Regions from separate parts of the Sus scrofa genome. Here regions 1 and 2 are each linked to region 3. Evidence: chromatin contacts called from public Hi-C and HiChIP or PLAC-seq data. All regions are on one chromosome and are shown on one strand. Each heading gives the region's core, a stretch centred on a gene start, on an enhancer-like site or on the middle of the called end of the contact. The rest is flanking DNA. Distances are from core to core; before and after follow the strand shown. Region 1 overlaps IRAK2 (interleukin-1 receptor-associated kinase-like 2). Region 2 holds the start of BRK1 (protein BRICK1). Region 3 holds the start of IRAK2 (interleukin-1 receptor-associated kinase-like 2).

What was found. Hi-C and Micro-C count contacts between places; a contact is called where the count stands out from the background. HiChIP or PLAC-seq counts read pairs in DNA pulled down with a chosen protein or histone mark.
Region 1: an H3K27ac HiChIP or PLAC-seq map of alveolar macrophages shows a contact between it and region 3. The contact joins the enhancer-like site here to the promoter of IRAK2 in region 3. A contact is called at or near these places in 1 of 5 promoter capture datasets (liver), 22 of 47 Hi-C or Micro-C datasets (adipose tissue, alveolar macrophages, blood and 12 more) and 2 of 2 datasets of contacts at active chromatin or transcription factors (alveolar macrophages and skeletal muscle).
Region 2: a contact with region 3 is called in a Hi-C map of liver, with 2.1 times the contacts expected there. The contact joins the promoter of BRK1 here to the promoter of IRAK2 in region 3. A contact is called at or near these places in 4 of 47 Hi-C or Micro-C datasets (embryonic fibroblasts, heart right ventricle, liver and 1 more) and 1 of 2 datasets of contacts at active chromatin or transcription factors (alveolar macrophages).

The regions. Positions count from the first base shown.
Region 1 is chr13:66,397,347-66,400,376 of Sscrofa11.1, forward strand. IRAK2 (interleukin-1 receptor-associated kinase-like 2) reads left to right here. Exons shown (of 13, transcript XM_021069319.1): 10 at 2,797-2,859. Among named protein-coding and RNA genes, the nearest start is that of TATDN2, 23 kb to the right of the region's middle. Within about 2 kb of position 1,510, at least 16 of the 83 cell types and tissues checked have an H3K27ac peak or open chromatin away from gene starts, as enhancers often do. A contact at or near this core is called in adipose tissue, alveolar macrophages, brain and 3 more, where this site is marked.
Region 2 is chr13:66,314,039-66,317,005 of Sscrofa11.1, forward strand. BRK1 (protein BRICK1) reads left to right here and starts at 1,400. Exons shown (of 3, transcript XM_003132361.5): 1 at 1,400-1,677. The coding sequence starts at 1,476.
Region 3 is chr13:66,348,965-66,352,235 of Sscrofa11.1, forward strand. IRAK2 (interleukin-1 receptor-associated kinase-like 2) reads left to right here and starts at 1,642. Exons shown (of 13, transcript XM_021069319.1): 1 at 1,642-1,854. The coding sequence starts at 1,761.

The DNA of each region.
Region 1 (3,030 bases), core at 260-2,759, 48 kb after region 3:
CGGATTGTCACTGCAGTGGCTTGGGTCGCTGCCCTGGCGTGAGTTCAATCCCTAACGTGGGAACTTGCACATGCTGCACATACAGCCAAAAAAAAAAAAAAAAAGAGGTTTTGACATGTTTAAATAGGTTTGAGAAATGCTGGGTTGAACAAAGCTAAGCAGAAGAAAAGAAAGTGACCACAAAATCAGAGCCTTTAATGTGGTAATGAGCCTTCAACCTGGTAACTGAATTTACCATAGCCCAGCAAACATATGTAGCGTTTCCCAAATTCATTTGACTATGGAACCTTGTTTTCTTCGTATCTCTAAACATCGGAGACCCATAGATCCCAGCCTGGGAAATGCTGGCTGAGAAAAGTGACCTCTGCCAAGAGCCACTAGCTGCGTCTTGGACCTTTTGCCTTTTCTCTTCTCCAGCCTCAAACTCTCCACTTCCTTTCTGTGACCACGGTCTCCTGTCCTCTGCTTCTCCCACTAATGCCCTTCCTCTGAGCCACTTCTGCCCTCAGCCCAACAATGCCAGATTCTGCTTCCCTCTGCCTTTTAGCCCATTGGGCCTTCTGATTTCCTTGCCCTCTAATGCCCCCACCCTCCCCCAGCCCCACTGCCAGGGGCTTGGTGAGTTCAGTAAGGCCAGCCCAGGCTCCTGCTCCTTTGAGAAGTAGGGGAACTGGACCCTAAGGATGCAGGCACTATAGTGTAGAAGAACTTAGGTGCACGGGGTTGCAATTGCTTTCAGCTATGTGACCTAGGGTATCACCTATAATTCTGGGCCTCAGTTTTATCCTCTGTAAAATGGGGGTAATGATACATATGGAGGTAATGTATATAAACTGGTTAGCAGAGTACCTTGCATAGATCAAGATGATGATTATTGTGGTTATTGCAATTATTCCTACCTTCATGCCCTCACTCCTTATTTTTGTTCACTCTTGACTTTTTATTTTTTATTTATTTTATTTTTTGCATTTTTTTAGGGCCGTGGCATATGGAAGTTCCCAGGATAGGGGTCAAATCGGAGCTATAGCTACTGGCCTGCACACAGCCATAGCAACGCAGGATCCGAGCCATGTTTGCGACCTACACCACAGCTCACAGCAGCCTGGATCCCTGACCTACTGAGCAAGGCCATGGATTGAACCCTCATCCTCATGGATACTAGTTGGATTCATTTCCACTGTGCTACAACGGGAACTCCCCAATCTTGACCTTTTAAATCAGCTCATTTGAGTTCCTCCTTCCTTCCTTCTTTCCTTCTTTCACTCACTCAGTGAGTGCCTCCTGGCTCCCTTCAGTCTTTTTCTCAGCTCTGCCACTGATGGATGGTGTGATTTTGAACTTTGGTTCCTCTGTGGAGAGCGCTGTGCTTCTCTGTGGTTTTTTGATGAGCACTAAATGACGTCTGTCAAAGGCCTACCATGTGGAAGGGGCAGAGGAAATGTTTGTTTCTTTCCCCTTAGCTCCCCCTCCCTTGCAGGAGCTGGTCAGGAGTCCCTTTTCAAGGGCCCGTCTGCCCACTGCAAGGGTGCCCTCTGCTGCCCTTTCCTGGCCACTGCCGCCTGTTAGTTACCCTGCAGGCCCTTCCTTTGAGGGCAGAGGATTTCTCAGCAGTACTGTGACCTATTTTCTGACTTTGAGAGAAGTTGTGGGAGGGAGATTTGACACCACAGATGGGGTACTCACTCCCTCATACTTACAACTGCTAGGTCACCATTTACCAGAGAAGGTTACAGGCTCAGATTTTAGTTGCCCAGAGATCACCTAAGCATGTAAGACCCAGAGAATTTGAACCCAGGCCTGACTATAGACTCCTTAGCCAGCATGCTGTTACCTCTGCTGAGAATTCCTGTTCAAAGCAGGTTTCCCGTTTAAGACACAAATCACAGTTGGTCGATTTTGTGGTGGCTCACACTGGCTCAGGGCTGTGCTTTTTTTGGGAACAGATGAATTAACGAGTGGAGGATGTTAGCAAAAGCCTGTGGGTGAAACATGCTGTGGATGTTGCTGAGACTTTCTGTCTAGAATGCTTATCTGCATGTGGTTCCTCCTTTTCCTGAGATTGACATAGCAGTGCCTGCCTACCATTTCTGATGGGTATTAAATGAAATCATCTTTGGGGTTCCCGTCGTGGCGCAGCGGTTAATGAATCTGACTAGGAACCATGAGGTTGCGGGTTCGATCCCTGGCCTCGCTCAGTGGGTTAAGGATCTGGCATTGCCATGAGCTGTGGTGTAGGTCGCAGATGCGGCTCGGATCCCGCGTTGCTCTGGTGTAGGCTGATGGCTACAGCTCCGACTGGACCCCCAGCCTGGGAACCTCCATATGCCACAGGAAGCAGCCCTAGAAAAGGCAAAAAGACAATAAATAAATAAATAAATAAATAAATAAATAAATGAAATCTTTATAGTGTGGGTGTATGTATATATAGTTAGATAGATAGATAGATGTATAGTGTATGTGTGTGTGTGTGTGTGTGTGTGTGTGTGTATAAAGAGAGAGAGAGAGATGTATTTATCTGTCTATCTGATACACACACATTTGGTTTTCATCCTCCGTGCCTTGCTATCAATTAATTCAAACCTTCTCCTGTCAGCTGAGTGGCATGTTTAGTTGGAAGAGGGATTTAGTGATGTTCCCATGTTCCAGATTTTGGGTAAATGTCTATGCTGGCAAATGGGAGAGCCAGGCCTAGAGCTCAGGCTTTGTTCCCAAGAGGAAGCCTCTCTCTGGGCCAGAATCTCCTATCTAAACTTGTGCATGGGTGTCTGCCCCATGCTGACTCTGTGTTCTCTGCAGGTGTTAGCTGAGGTGCTCACTGGCATCCCTGCTGTGGATACCGCCCGAAGCCCGGTTTACTTGGTAAGACAACCCAGTGCTTGTGGTTCGAAGCTGTGAAGGGTGGAGGGGTGGGCAGGCAGGGACCTCTACTGTACCCATTTTACAGATGCCAATGAGGCCTGGTCCAGGGTTTGATTTGCCCCTGTGCAAAGTCGCGATAACCTCCCCACTTTGCGAGCCAACCAGTAAATA
Region 2 (2,967 bases), core at 150-2,649, 35 kb before region 3:
AAAAAATATCATTATATAAAATAAAGACAGTTCCCATCGTGGCGCAGTGGTTAACGAATCCGACTAGGAACCATGAGGTTGCGGCTTCGGTTCTTGGCCTCGCTCAGTGGGTTAACAATCCGGTGTTGCTGTGAGCTGTGGTGTAGGTTGCAGACGCCGCTCGGATCCCATGTTGCTGTGGCACTGGCGTAGGCTGGCAGCTACAGCTCGGATTCGACCGCTAGCCTCGTGAACCTCCATATGCCGTGGGAGCGACCCAAGAAATGGCAGAAAGACTAAATAAATAAAGACAAAATATTTTTTAAAATTGTTAAAAAAGAAAAAGAAAAAGGAATTCCCATCGTGGCACATTAGAAACGAATCCGACTAGGAACCATGAAGTTTCGGGTTAGATCCCTGGCCTTGCTCACCGGGTCAAGGATCCATTGTTGCCGTGAGCTGTGGTGTAGGTTTGCAGACGCTGCTTTGATCTGGCATTGCTGTGGCATAGGCTGGCAGCTACAGCTCTGATTAGACCCCCTAGTCTGGAAACCTCCATATGCCAGGGGTGCGGGCTCCCCCACCAAAAAAAAAGAAAAGAAAAAATTTTGTATTTTGTTTTCTTCTTCACTTTAGCATGTGTGTTCTGTTGCCATAATTGACATTTAAATGACCTCATAATATTGCTCTAAGTGACTATACTGATATTTAGCCATTCCCCAACAGTTGAGATTTGTTTTTTTAAATGAATGATGCCTTTAAGAACATTGTGCTCAAAGTGTTTTCTCTTTTCCAATGAGCTCTTCTTTTTTGTCTTTTTTGGGCCGCATCCCAAGGCATGTGGACTTCCCAGGCTAGGGGTCGAATCAAAGCTGTAAGCTGCCAGCCTGGACCACAGCCATCAGATCAAAGACTCTGCAGCTCTATCTAACCCACTGAGCTAGTGCCAGGGATGGAATCCACGTCATGGATACTAGTCATGTTCCTTACGGCTGAGCCACAACGGGAACTCCACCAATGACTTTATTAAATTTCCTTCTGAATAGATCTTGCCAGCTTACAGTATGACCAGCTATTTACTAATTTTCCCATTTCCCTTCAGCCAGCCTCTTCATCTCTAAGTATTATAGTTTAAAAAAATAACCTTTTGTTCATTTGATAAATGCAAGGTGGGCATCATGTGTTGTTAAAAGGCATTTTTGAAATGACTTGTGTTTTCTGTGGTTTAATTGGCATTGCCCAGCTTATTGTGGTCAGAGATCTCAGTTTGGAGCGCCTGAAGTTAGGGTTGATGCGGGCTCACGCGCCCCCTAACGACCAAAACTGCCAGTGACTGAGGGGGGACGGGGGGGGCTCTGAGTGCGTGCGCACTCCATTCTCCAAGCCGGTTTTGCGGCCACCGTTTTCCGGGGTGTGGGAGAAGAGCGAAGACGCTGGCGGGGACTTGACAATGCGCAGGCGCATCACGAAGCCTGTGGATTTGTGGCCAACCGAGCATGGGCGTGGGCTGGCTGCGTCGGCGCACTGGAGGCCTGGAGGGTCGAGGCGCGTGCGCAGTCGCGCTTCCTTCAGCTGCAGCCATGGCAGGCCAAGAGGATCCCGTGCAGCGGGAGATTCACCAGGATTGGGCGAACCGGGAGTACATTGAAGTCATCACCAGCAGCATCAAGAAAATCGCAGACTTTCTCAACTCGTTTGGTCAGCGGGCGAGCAGGGGGAGGCAGGGAGGAGGGGGGCCCGCCTAGGGAGGGCGCTGAGAAGCTTTGACGCGGGTTCTGGGAGCCGTGGGCTCCTGCTGGTGTTTGCTTCCGCCTTCAGGCCGCACTTTTCCCCTCTCGCTCTGACCCCCGGCCTCCACTGATCATTCCCTGTGGGGTTATCCTGCCCCACGCTGAGCTCATCGGCTTCATTGCCTTCCCCCCGCATCCAGTAACAAGTCCGTTCCTTTCCCGGACGTGTCAGACAGCCCCATCCATCGCCTGAATCTTTCCTTCTCTTCAGGCGTCTCCCTTCTTTTGTGCTTCGTTTCAGTCGTCACTTGGTGCTCAGAGAGCGCTGTCCAGAAGCCCTTTAGCGTCGAGCCTGTTAGTCGCCCCTCCTGTCGGTCCTTTCCTGTCTCGGCGTGTGCTGTGCAGAGTGGTAGATGAGAGCGGAGGAGGGCCCACATCGCGTCCGGCCAGGGACATCTCTGCATCGCTAGTATCTAGACCACAGTGGGTGTTGTCTGCTTCTAGCAAAATCTTTCCTTGGCATGACCTGTCCGTGACAGTCTTAAAGTTCCTTCCGCGTTGTTTCCTATCCTTGTGCTACACCCTGCAGCAGAGACTCCTGACTCTTGTTCTCCGAGTGTTACTTTGAAAGAACCGGGCACTGGGTAAACTTTTTATGTCATCACAAGGTGTGGGGATGACATCTAGTGATCTTTTTCCAGTTGTGCTTCTGGCCCACTAATTCAGCAACATTAAGCGATTAAGTAGGGGAAACTGATAAATTTAAAAAGACTTAAAAAGGAATTATTTTCTTGCTAAGAGAAGTCCAAAGGAGTGTATAAAGGTGACAGCAAGAGATTTGTCCAAAAGCATCAGCAAGACAAACTAGATCTGAGTACAAGGCTCTTTCTCAGTCTCTGTGGGGAAGACAGAATAAGAACCATTTCCTACAATTAAGTGATTTCTATTTTGAAGATGAAATAATGACATCAGAGCAAAGCAGAACATTGTTTCTGATTTAATATATTTACATATAGGAATTCCCCTTGTTGCTCGGCAGTAACAAACCTGACTAGTATCCATGAGGACCTGTGTTTGATTCTTGGCCACACTCAGTAATTTAAAGATCTGTGTTGCAGGAGCTGTAGTGTAGGGTGCAGAGGTGGCTGGGATTCTGCATTCCTCTGGCTGTGGTGTAGGCCAGCAGCTACAGCTCCGATTCAACCCCTAGCCTTGGAACTTCCATATGCCTTGGGTTTGGCCCTGAAAAGACAAATAT
Region 3 (3,271 bases), core at 392-2,891:
GCTCACAAGGCCATAGGAATGATTACTCCCACTTTAAAGATGTAGAAATCAAGGAGTTCCTGCTGTGGTGCAGTGGGTTAAGGATCTGGCATTGCTGCAGCTGCAGTGTAGGTCATTGCCATTGCCACAGCTGTGATGTAGGTCGTAACCTATAGGCTTGGATCTGACCCCTGCCCTGGGAACTCCATGTGCCAAGAGGCAGCCAAAAAATAAAAAATTAAAAAATAAATTTCATTTTTGTTTCCTTCTTCTTTCAACAGCCGATGTTTAGGGCTCCAAAGAGGTGCTCAGTCTGCCCTCAATGATGCTGCTTAACTCCTTGGAATCCACTTACTTTTTTTTTTTTTCCCCAGGCCTGTGGCATGGGGAAGTTCCCGAGCTAGGGATCATACTTGTGCCACAGTAGTGACTTGTGCCACAGTAGTGACAATGCCAGATCCTTAACCCAACAGGCCACCAGGGAACTCCAGAACCCATTTACTTTTGTGTAAAAAAGGGATTAATAATATTTGTAACACAGGATTATGAGAATCACATAAAATGATTTCCACAAAGCACATTGCAGGTGTAGATAAATGGTAGTTATTACAATAAAGAGGCAGTTTGTAGCTAATGGTCAGACTGGATTCCAGCTCTGCCACTTTGTACCGCTGATTTTAGGCAAGTTATTTGACTGTTCTGTGTCTCAGTTTCCTCATGTGTACGTTGAGGGAGACACATAAGATCATTTTAAGTAAAATAAGCCTGGTGAAGTTTGCCCATCATAAATGCTTAATAAAATTAGCAGTTACATTCTTCTACCCTACTTAATAATAATTCAGTTTGCTCCCCAGTTCCTCTCACCATACTCTGCTTTGCCCCAATAGTATTTATCACCTTCTAAGACAGTGAATAATGGAATTAGCCACTCTCCTGCCCTCTTTTACAGTACTCTACTTTTATTCCCAAACATTACCTATTACCTTCTAAAGAGCTAAATTATTTACTTATTTAGCATTTTATTGCTTGTTGTGTTATCTCCATCCAAGGCAGGAATTTTGCCCTGTTTTCTTCAGAAGGATCCCCAGCACCTAGAACAGTGCATAGTATGGAGGAGGGAATCAGTAAATATTAGCCATTATAATCACAGTCTATCCTCACCATCCTATTTAGTATAGAGTCTTTTCCCTGTTTGCTCTAACTCCTGATTCCTCTTAAAGAACTTTTTTTCTCTTTTGCAATATCACTTACTACCTCTTAGCATTCTAAGTAACTTACTTATTCAGTATCTTTATTTATTGCTAGTTCTGGCCCCACTCCGGTCCATCTAGATTGTAAGTCCCATAAGTACAAGGACTTTATAAAGTTTTCTCCCCTTATGCATGTTCAACACCTAGACAGTGCCTGACATATAGCAGGTAATTAATAGACTATCCGTTGAATGAATCATATATGGTGGAGCGCCAAAAACCCTAGAAGTGGAGTCAGAAGTTCTCTCGGGACTGTCACTGGATTCCCAGGTGGCCTTAAACGTGTTGCCTCCCAAATATGGGTTGGTTTCCCCTCCCGGCTGGGATCCTCCTAGTTTCACAGCCGCTCAGCCCGCCGGGAGGCGTCATGCCCTCGGTGGCCGCTGGGGGCGATCGCACACAGGGAAGCCCCGCCCACTTCCCGGGCGGCCGACGGGGGTGCATCTCCCCGCCTGCAGCTAGAGAAGCTGAGTCCAGCCGAGTTCGACTCATTTGTCTGCGAGCCTTCCCGCCGGCCCGCGAAGCCCGGCCATGTCCTGCTACATCTACCAGCTGCCCTCCTGGGTGCTGGACGACCTGTGCCGCAACATGGACACGCTGAGCGAGTGGGACTGGATGCAGTTCGGTGAGTTGTCCCCCTGCGACCCCGCTCAGCCCTCTCCCCACCTCTGTTTATGTGAATCCTGATCCGAGGGGCTTTCGGCGCTGCCGTCCTGGACCCGAGCCTCGCTGTTCCCCGGACAGGCACTGCCCCCTCTCTGGAGCCCAATGTGGTCCTCGGGAAGGTGTTAGGTGATCGTGGACGAGTTCTGCTATTACTCTGTTGCTGAGTAATGTCAGGCTCGACTTGCCTGGTTACAGTAAAGCTTAAACTGATTCCTGTCAGAAATGACTGGTTCTTTTTGTGTGCTCGGCCCCATGTAAGCACCTGACACGGCTTATCTCATTTAATTCCCACAGCGGCCTGGGATTTAGAGGTAGAGTCATTCGCGGAAGCGGATGGGTGGGGTAAGACATTGCTAAGTGGTAGAGTGGGATTTGAACCCCGTATCTGGCCCTGCCAGGATATTGCTTGTCCTTGGTGTAATTTGTTTGCGCCTGGTGATAGGCTGAGGTTTTGGCATCCGGGGGAGGCTGCGCAGCAGTGTAGCCCTCATGCGCCCAGAGGTCTGTATCCCAGTCTCCATCTCATCCGAGCTGGTGACTTTGGGCAAGTTGCTTAACCTCTCTGGGCCTCAGCTTCTTAATCTGCAAACTGGAGGTGGTGGTTAGAAAAAACTGTATAAAAAGCACTTGACCCCTTTTGTCAGATTCTTGTAAGTAATAAGGAAGTGTTAATTATAATTCTTAGTTTTATGTTTTAAGTCGGTGTGACTGGTGCCACTTTATTTTTTATTTTTTGTTTTTTTTTTTTGTCTTTTGTTGTTGTTGTTGTTGCTATTTCTTGGGCCGCTCCCGCGGCATATGGAGGTTCCCAGGCTAGGGGTCCAATCGGAGCTGTAGCCACCGGCCTACGCCAGAGCCACAGCAACGCGGGATCCGAGCCACGTCTGCAACCTTCACCACAGCTCACGGCAACGCCGGATCGTTAACCCACTGAGCAAGGGCAGGGACCGAACCCGCAACCTCATGGTTCCTAGTCGGATTCGTTAACCACTGCGCCACGACGGGAACTCCCACTTTATTTTTTAAGTAGTATCTATATGTTCTTTATTTTTTCCTTTTTTAAATTTATTTTTTCATTTTTTCACATTTTGCTAAAGTATAGTTAATTTATATTTTTAAAATTGAGATGATATATGCCATTTGTACAAAGAGTATATAATATACACTGGAAAGAGTAATAATAAAATGAATATGTATATGTTATCCATCCAGTTTGAAGAAAATAGTATATACATTTTAACCTAATTGTTCTCAACCAGTGGTGATTTTGCCCTCTTAGGGGATATATGTGGCTATCTGGAGACTTTTTTTTTTCCTTTTTTAGGGCCATACCTGTGGCATATGGTGCTTCCCAGCCTGGGGGTCTAATCCGAGCC